2 separate regions of the Siniperca chuatsi genome follow, and region 1 is linked to region 2. The links are chromatin contacts, called in public Hi-C maps. All regions are on one chromosome and are shown on one strand. The core of a region is the stretch at or near the end of the contact, and the rest is flanking DNA. Distances in the headings are between cores, read along the strand shown.

Region 1 (5,014 bases), core at 2,287-4,786, 41 kb before region 2:
GCTTTTTTTTTTTAATAGAAAGTCCAAATGTGAACAGAATATGAAAAAGATTTGCTAAATGAAAGTGTTACTATTAACAAATTTTGACTTTTTGTAATATTTACTTTTAAACATTTAATTTTGGCATGTCAACTCAAAATGTCACAATTTTTTATTTTTCTCCATCGACTTTGGTAGAAATGAGCTCCCGTATTAATCAGATTGATTAGAGGAAGACGCAACATGATGATGTTTAACTTTGGTTCTTGTCTTTGAACGCAGCGCCACCTGCTGGACAAACACTGACACTGCACCTCAAAACACCAGAACCAGGTTGGAAGCTGAGGACAGTTTACATGTTGATTGTTTTCTATGAAATGGCAGGAATTTGCGACAAACGCTCGTTTGAGTCGCCAGGACTCTTTAAAATAAACGTGTCTGAAATAGGTGAAGGTGTTATTAGTTTAATTAAACGCTGAAGCATTTGTTTTTCCAAGACTAAATCCTCTCACTGTATCACTTCCTGGGGTCCAAATATCTTCAGTTCACAATGATCTTTAAGAAACAGCACCAGGTAACGTTTGCGTTTCACTGCGATAATCAAAGATCATTTTCCTGTTTATAGTAAACCGCCTGGAGCGAGACACTGAAGTGGTGAAGGGGGAACAAATTGCTAACGTCCCGAGCGTTTATCGTGTTTTAAATTTAGTAAATGAACCTTCAGAGTAAAAACAGAGTCTTTGAGTTGTGTCAAACATTTTCGTCTTTATTAACGCCCGTCAGTCTGTCTACTTGTCCTCAGGCTTGTTGAAGCAGTAGGTGAGGCAGCACTTCCCGCAGTAGTGGCGGTCGAAGTGGCTCGCCATGAACACGCCGGCGCCGCACTCGTCGGCGGGACACTCGCGCCTCAGCCGGTGGATTTTACCGTTCTCGTCCACCTGGAGACAGAAAAACAGGTCAAACTGCTGCAGCTACAGATGTTGTTGAATCATCGCGTCCTTACTTAACTTTAACTCTGCTTTTGTGATTTTTAAACCACAAAAATCAAAGTTTTCTGCCAAACAACTTGTTTGTATTTTGAGATTCTGAACTTATGTAGTAAATTCTGATAAAAGTTGGTGTTTGCAGACAAATACAATCAGATTACAGCGTCCACTTTAATTCTGCTTTAGTCGCCAGACTGATAAACACTGAAGGCTCCATGTTTGGTTCAGATTTGACAAACAGGACTCAAGTGTCTGTACCTTGTAGTATTTGAGCACAGCGAGCTTGACCTTCTTCCTCTTGTGCTTGTTCTTCTTGGGGGTGGTGTAAGACTTCTTCTTCCTCTTCTTAGCACCACCACGCAGCCTCAGCACCAAGTGCAGAGTGGACTCCTGAGGACAAGAAGAAGAAGAAACGTTTGATAAACAGAAGCCAGCCAGGAGGAGCCTCAGTGTGTCTGAGGTGCAGAAAATCCAGTTCTTGTGGTAGAAGTTGACAGTGAAGCTTTGTAAAGTTCGCTGACTTGATAGAAGCAGCTTCTAAACACCGAGTTTCACAGTCGGATTATTTAAAAACGACCTTTAACTCAAACTGTGGAGATATAATCCAGCTCGAGTCTAAAGACCAGGACCGCTCACCTTCTGGATGTTGTAGTCGGACAGCGTGCGTCCGTCCTCCAGCTGCTTCCCAGCGAAGATCAACCTCTGCTGATCGGGAGGGATACCTGCAGACAGAAGGCCGACGCGTCAACACCCGAACCTGGGTTCATTTAAACTTAAAAACCACCGCAGCTTTCGGAAAAATGAGCTCAGAAAATATTCATATCCACGTTTCAAAGAGTCTGGTTGAGCTTTAACACGTCACTTATCGCATGACTGTTTTTAAAGCTGTACACCTCGATGACAACCTAAATGTTTTCCAGTTTGCTTAATATAAAGATTAGTGAGAGTTCAATTTCAAGTTTCTTTACTTTAACTTATCGCAGCTCGTCTTTGTGAGGAAATAAAAAGGTCCTTTGTTATCTCTGTCACTATGTAATAAAACCTGAATTTAACCTTTTAAAGTTGCTACAGCCGTGCAGCCAAACTTTGTTTAAAACACGCAGATTTACTTTAAAAACGTCCGGTGGAGCTCAAAGTTCCCAAAAGAAGCCGAACGTCAGGCTGAATTTGGGTAAATGTGTCTAACGATGCGGCAGAACATCTGGAACAAGACGAGAGACTCGAGTTGATTCTTGCTCACTTTATAAAAAGATCGATCATCAAGCTGTGCGTGACAGCTGATCGGGTAATTGACGGGACAGAGGAAGCTGAATTCGGCGTGGAGAGCGGACAGAAAGATTAAACATCTTTCAGCAGAGTAGGGCTGCACTTAACATTTCATTCTCTATTATCGTTAATCTGCTGATTATTAGTCTGTGTCTTAATTCCTCCACGGCCTGAAAGGACGTACTCAAACGTCTGGTTTTATCCAAAACTCAAAGTCATTCAGTTTATTATATAAACCTCCTCACATTTAAGAAAACTGACAGATCACCTATAAAGTTTTTCTCTACAGCAAAGCAGGAACATTTCTCATCTTCTGCTTCCAGACACAGAACAAAACAAAAAACACAGGTCAGTTTCATCAACTCACCCTCTTTGTCCTGGATTTTGGCCTTGACATTTTCAATAGTATCTGAAGGCTCAACCTGGAAAAGGAGAGAGGACAGGTGAGTCAGGACACGTTCTTCCGGTCAAAGCCACCATCACATGCTGGGCACGAAGACTGGGAACATTAACGTGCGATTTTATTTTGTTATAAACGTTAATAAGCACTTTATAAAGGGCTAAGACCGCTGCTGTCTGTTACACGTGTTTACGGTGCTGTGGGTGACTGCTAGCAGCTAGCTTAGCCGCTTAGTTTCAAACTATAAAAAAAAAAGTACGGCAGAACATGGCGTCTAGAGTTTAAACACATACAAGCACAATGTAAGTTTATATGACTAGTAATGGCATTAAATATAGAATTTCAAGCCTGATTTAACTGTAAACGTAAGTAAAACTCGGGGTAACTGCGGCCACTGAACGCCGCATCCCTCCATCGCGGTCCGGTTCACCCACCTCGAGGGTTATGGTCTTCCCCGTGAGGGTTTTGACGAAAATCTGCATCCTGGCGTTCAACCCACCTACACGTGAAAATACACACAAGACTTTTAAAACTTCTTAAACTGAAACGTGCTCTTAAAAGTCGTTATTTTTTTGAGAATAATCGGTTAAAGCACAGAGCGCGATCTTACCACAGGTTCACTCCTAATGGCGGATCATGAGAAGAGGGCTTTCGGAGCGAGCGACGGGGTTTTCTTCACGCGTTTGCACGGGTTAGGTAACCGTTACGGCGCCTGATCGAAAAACAAACAAAACATCACACTTTGTGGTCATTTAGCGTCTTTTCGTCGACCGTATTGGTATTAACGTTATTCTAAAATTTATATTATGGCAGATAATTTATTGCATTTTAAAGAAGGAAGCGACACTATCTATAAAAAAAAAAAAAAAAACATCATTTCCCAGGTATACTTTCACGGTAACCATAGCAACGCGGGTTTTTTATTTGCAAATGGCTACCCCGCTAGCTTCGGTGTGAAAACGGCTAAAAAGTTAGCGTAAGAATATGTGTAAATAACGATGTCTGAGCCACAAAACTCCAGCAGTTCCACCTCAAGAGAAGAAGAAAGACATTCAACACCCGACATTTTGATATCTGAGAGTGATGAAAGGTTTTTCCAGTCTTTGTGTGAGTTTATTGAGCATGAAAAACGGTACCTGCGGTGCTCAGAAGAGGGTCCGGACGAGCTCCGGTACATTATCTACCGCTCTGTGTTTAATAAGGTATATAATGAGGAAGTTATTTCACTGTCACTTTCTATAAAGGCACATTTATAAGTAGAAACTGATTACTTTATTAATAGCTAGCTTATATCAGTTACAAGCCATTAAGAGACGAGACAAAATTTTATTATCCACTTTCCATTAAAGGAATAGTTCAACATTTTGGGAAATACAGTTGTTTTGTTTTACTTGCTGAGAGTTAGATGAAAAGTTTGATACCACTCTCATGTGAGCGAGGTAAATATGAAGCTACAGCCGGTTAGCTTAGCTTAGCATAAAGACTGGAAACGGGGGGAAACTGCTAGCCTGGTTCTGTCCAAAATAAAAAAAAACCCCACCTCTACAGCAGCTCTACAAAACACCTTCCTTATCACATTGTTTGACTTATCCCCTCTGTAATTACAGAAGCTTAAGCAATATAGAGTTACGTACAATTGTTTTAGCGTAAGGAAAAGATATCCTCTGGTATTTGCACTCCATGATACAGACAGAGGGGAAGATAAATAGAGTTGCACCACTTCCTGTCGCTGTATAATTACAATCAGTCAAATAAAAGTGGGAAATATTGTATAGTTTTATTGTAAGTTTGCCTTTTTTTTTGGTTTCAAATCATTTTTATTCACTTTAAGTTACTTTTTTGTTGTTGTCTGATTCTTGGGACTTTTTTTGTTTTTAACTTTATTAGGTTAGGTTTTGGAAGACTTTACTAAACTGAATAAATTACCAAACAATGGTGGCAAATTCTGTTTTTGTTTCCAAAAACGTTGTGGTTTTAGAAAGTAAAGCACATTTACACCAGTATACCTCTGGTGTAAATGTGTGTCACCGTGGATTTTTGCAGGTTAAGCAGAAACTAGATGACGAAACAGGTTGCGTCTCTGCCCCCGTCTTGTTTCTCACAGGTGATTGCACGAGCGACGGCCTATAAGAGACTTCTGCTGACCATAAAGGCGGAGTATGATGATGTCATCAGGGCGCTGCAGAGGAGGGAGGATGAGGCCGGGGCGGCTCAGCGAACTCTGGCGGCCTCGACGTCACACCCACGATCACTAACAACCTGCCAGACACGGGCCGCCCAGCTGAGGGAGAGGTGTGTGTGTTATTGTGCTATCTTTGTGAGGACCTATTAAGAGTTTTAGACGTTGACAGCGAGGACATTTTGTCCAGTTCTCACTTCTTCA
Region 2 (4,770 bases), core at 1,807-4,306:
GCTCTACTAGGTATGAGCCAGACCGGCACGGCAACCAGTCTGATGAAGATGATGACTTGATGTATGAGGTGAAGAAGAATAATAACCCATTTGAGGGCTATTCCCCACTGGCGGACAGTGGCTACTCCCATTTCGGAGACTCCAAGTCCGACAGCAGGGCCTCAAAAATGTCAGAGAGTCCCACTCCGGATCTGGTCCAGTATGGCCAGACTGGAGAATCCCAGGATACCCCACCATCTTTCTTAGACGAGGGGAAAACATTTGAGACGAGCAAGATGGCTGCAGACTCGCTCATGCAATCAGTGAGTCAGTTCTCATCTGATCTGAAAGACGATGATGAAGAGGAAGAGGAGGACTCTGCACTGCCGGCGTCACTTCCAGACATCCTGAAATCTTCTCCGCTCAACCCTGACAAAATCGACTCGGGCTCCTCAGAGGGAAGCCCGGAGGAGCAGAGTCCTATCCTTGAACGGAGGATGATGGAGTCGCCCAACCCTCCGATCAATCTGTCGGCTAACAACCCGTTTGCCTTTGATGCTAAAGTATCCCTGCTAAAGGAGATGACTGAGGAGTTGGAAGTGAAAGTGACCGACAAAGGAAATTTTGAAGACGAAAAAAGCTTGGGCGCATTCGACCTTGTCAAAGAGGCCGAGGAAACCACCCCCACTAAAGTCAAAGAAGAAGAGCCTGTCAAGATCGAGCAGAAAGATTGGTTTTCAAGCCAGGATTCGCCCAAAATGACGGAAAAGTTTGAGCCGCTTGACTTCCAGAGCAAAAAGACCCCCGCTGAGGATTCAGATTCAGAGTCGCCAACAGCAGACTCCCTGTCTCCAGTCCTGGAAGCCATGGCCAAGAACCCCGCCAGCTTCCAGGTGGAAACGGAGAAGAAGGACCCGATGATGGAAGTGGAGGAGCCAGAGGTGGCTGAGGAGGTCTCTGAGCATGAAGTCTCCTCTGAGGAGTTTGAGTTCATTGAGCGACCACCCAGGGGCGTGATCGATGAGTTTCTTGAGGCTCTGGATACATCCAAGTTTGCCTCCTCCAAGCCCCCAGAGATCCCCATGGATGATGATCTGAGCTTTGGGCAGAAAGATATGGCTCCAGTTTTTGCTCAGCCGCCGACAAAAGTAGCCCCGCCCCCCGAGGTTGAAGAAGAGGCTCCAAGTCAGAGCTCCTACCTCCTCCTCACCCAGGCCTCACCCCAGAAGAGCAAGGCCGAGCTGGAGAAGCTCGACATTCAGCAGCCCCCACCCCAAGCTCCGCTCACCCATTCCCCTGTCCCCAAACCAGAGGAGGCGGTCGCTAAGAAGAGCGCGGAGGGCGGCAAACTGTTTAAGATGCCAAACGTGAACATAAGAGCAGGTAAAATAAACCAGTTCCAGCATGGAAACCATCTCCTCCCCCCCCACATCCTCCTCAGTTTTCACTGGCACTTCCATGTTCATTGGCATCATTTTCATCTTCACTCTTTTGTTCTCTTCAGTTATTTTCTCCCAACCAACCAACCAGCAGCCAGTATTTACTTTAGATCCCATCGCTCTCTCCTTAGTGTCACCTTTCCTTTCTCGCATCGTCTCTTTTTGCCATTTTCTTTGAAAATTAACCCTTGCATTTTGTAAAGTCTGGTTTTAATTTGTGTGGTTGTGGTTCGACTTTTTTTTTTTTGCTTTTTGCCGCATTTTGTGCATTTGTCTCTCATCAGAATAACATAATTTCTGTGTGAATCATTTTTCATTTTAAGATGTGGTAAGTAAAATGTGATAACTCTCATTTTTATCTCTTATGTTGGAAACATGAGCCCCTTTGTCTTTTTTTAAAATCCACTAAATAAACAAAACACTTTATGCATGATGAGCAGAAACGCGAAATTGGGGATACAGACAGAGGTCTTTCACCGTTAACCACCTACAAACACTCATACAGCCGTTTCTATTTGCCCTCTGAGCATTTTTGCTGTCGAATTGAATTACCTTTCCGTTTGGCTTCAGCTTCTCTCTACTCTGGAAATAACTCGAGACGCCAATCTGAAACCCAACACCACCTTTCTAGACCCCAACACCCACCCACAGCTACATGCACACAGAGCTACCAACCACACCCTGTTACTGACTGAATAAGCTGCCACTCTGATTTTATTATCTGCTTTACAGTCTCTCCCGCACCCTGTAATACACGATTACATCAGATTTTACGCACCTGAGGCTAAATACTGAATATCATCTGGTGATAAACTTTAGACTTTAGAGGGCGTTGAACTTGATATCCGCCAACCGCTCTAAATGTTTGCTGAGGCGGGTTATTTTTGCCAAAAGTTAATTAAAAACAATGCAGAAAGCACTACTGATGCTCTTTCTGAATTCTGCCCGCAGGAGAGGAAATGAGTTTCCCAGAAAAGTCACGCTTCTCTGTTGAAGTACAAAAAAAAAACATTTGACAGAAAATTCACAACAATTTTGATAAAGATTAATCGTTTCAGCTGTTTGATCGAGCAAAAGTGTTTCCAGCATTTCCAATGTGAGGATTTGCTGCTTTTATATAAAAAAAAAACTGGATTTTTTTGGGAGGTTGGTCAGACAAAACAAGACATTTGAAGACGCCATACTGGGCTCTCAACTTTTAATGGCCATTTTTCCTTTTAGTGTGCAGTTGATGTCATTTAAAGCTCTATTGTGGACATGAAATATAATTGATTAGCCAACTTGATCTTAATGACGCTGACCTTAATGATGCTACTCTAATATCCAGGGCAAGTTAATAAATAAATAAATAAATAAAAGCTTCTGATCTGTAAAACCCAGAGTTTTGAGAATAAAACTCTGATGTAATGATGTTTCGGAGATGGTTTATCAGACCGACGCAGAGCTGCCTCCTTCGGGGCTTTTAGAAAGTGATGAATCGCCCCCCCCCCCCGAGGTGCCGCTGTCTCTCTGAAGACGACAACGCTTAGTCTTCATTTTAACGGATGACTCGGTTTTATTTAAACTGATATTGATCAGTTAATACGCACACACACACACTAACATCCACAGTGTTGCATACGCTCAGAGCCGACAGCCACTGTGTAACTAGAGCAGTAGGACTTTGCTCTTTGGGACGAGCTGCAGACGCTTTAACTGTGTGTTGGCGGGACCTCCTGTTAATTAAAGCCTCCTCCTCCTCCTCCTGCATTGCGACACTGGCAGGCCCACAAAAGGGTTCTCCGACCCAGAAACCACTCAGCAAATGTTCTTCATTATGCAGCTTGAGGCGCAGAGCTGCGATCTGAACATAAATCTCCCTCTCGGCTTGTTGCTTCACTCGAACGGATCGACCTGAACAGAATATCCGAGGCGCACTGCCGATGCCTTGTCTGCAGCGACAAAAAGTCGCTGTCATGGCTGAAGCTAACGCTTGTTTTTATTTATTATTCTGCCCATTTTGTTTCTATAAAACGTCTTCGTGTTTTGTCTGACCAGCAGTCCAAAACTAAAAGGGATTCAGTTCACAAGGAGTTAAAACAGAAAGGGTTGACATTTTTGTTGCTTCAAAATGAAACGATAAATCAAAATAGTTAGTTCTGTTGACCAACTAATTGATTAATTTGACTTAATTAATTGTTGGGAATGAAAGGTGCTTCGGTTGCATCTATGAAGTGGCCTTATTATTTACACTGTTATTAATGTGGTTTTAATGAGTTAACATGGCAAGTGCAGATTACGTTGCAGTAGGTGAAAATAAGCCAAAATTAACTCGACCAATAATTAGCTTCATTATTATATTATTAACGTAATCATTAATGTTTCAAGTAGTAGATTAAGTCTGTATAAGCTTAAAAATATATCAAAAAGTCTACCCAAAGAGATGTATTAAAAACTTAACCTCACCAACATTTCTACGTGATAAATGATTAATTTTAATTCAAAGCATGTTGCTCTCTCTGCGGTGACTCAGTGGGTTCAACCTGCAGCCATGTAAATGTGATTTTCCTGGGTTATAAAAACACGCCCGAGGTAACATCTGACACTGTTTTACATCCAGTGGAAATAGGACGAGACGTTGCCAACTCATTTTCATTCAGTCTCTCATTTGTTAGTAAATCAGCCATTTGAGGCGAAGCGGCTGCGCTGATATAACACGGCAGGATTTTAAGAAAATTGGCAATTTCAAATGATTTCATTAGCAGTTTTGATGTTTTTTTTAGACACGCAGCTTCTACCTTTTTAATGTCTCTGTTAAGACACAAAAGTTCATTTACAAACTGCTTTACATTTATTTTGGAAGGGAAAACATAATGAAATTCATTAATATCTGACTTTTGAGTGATCTGAACAATGACTCCGGTGGGTGTCATCACCCCCGCAGGAAAGCAGCGGAGAGCAAAGTTATTCAGAGGATTCGGATCAAGGCGAAGGGTCACTTTGTGCCGCCGCTTTGTACTTTTATGTAACTGTCTCTTTCACCACTGAAATCACCACAGTTCACCGCTTCACGAACTGCAGGTCGCAGGTTTGTTTCCATCATTGGAAACAACTCGTTGAGAGAGAGACAGACCCTGTCCCCAACATGAAAAACCCTTTTTAACAGTGCACAAATTCATCAACTAGTGACGTGAATTGTGCTGACCTCTGATTTATTCTCCTTCTTGTATGCAGACATGTCTTCTACCTGTAGGAAATTACATGATATATATATATATATAAGGCCGTGAAACCAGTACATGCTGGTAATCAACCCGTACAGCTTTCGATAAGGGGATCAAATAACTTTTTCTATAACATTTTCTGTTCGGAT

The links. A called contact is a pair of places that touch in the nucleus more often than the background predicts.
Region 1: a contact with region 2 is called in a Hi-C map of liver, with 2.3 times the contacts expected there. The contact joins the promoter of LOC122884883 here to the enhancer-like site in region 2. A contact is called at or near these places in 3 of 3 Hi-C or Micro-C datasets (liver, skeletal muscle and an unstated tissue).

Annotation. Positions count from the first base shown.
Region 1 is chrLG11:28,479,628-28,484,641 of ASM2008510v1, reverse strand. It overlaps LOC122884883 (clathrin heavy chain linker domain-containing protein 1-like), which reads left to right and starts at 3,536. Exons shown (of 11, transcript XM_044215350.1): 1 at 3,536-3,833; 2 at 4,736-4,923. The coding sequence starts at 3,630. It overlaps rps27a (ubiquitin-40S ribosomal protein S27a), which reads right to left and starts at 3,304. Exons shown (of 6, transcript XM_044215358.1): 1 at 3,242-3,304; 2 at 3,066-3,130; 3 at 2,599-2,653; 4 at 1,602-1,687; 5 at 1,224-1,355; 6 at 725-917. The coding sequence starts at 3,113. The coding sequence ends at 768.
Region 2 is chrLG11:28,438,432-28,443,201 of ASM2008510v1, reverse strand. rtn4a (reticulon-4a) reads left to right here. Exons shown (of 9, transcript XM_044213640.1): 3 at 1-1,362. Among protein-coding and RNA genes, the nearest start is that of rtn4a, 16 kb to the left of the region's middle. Within about 2 kb of position 3,056, the one cell type or tissue checked has an H3K27ac peak away from gene starts, as active enhancers do. A contact at or near this core is called in liver, where this site is marked.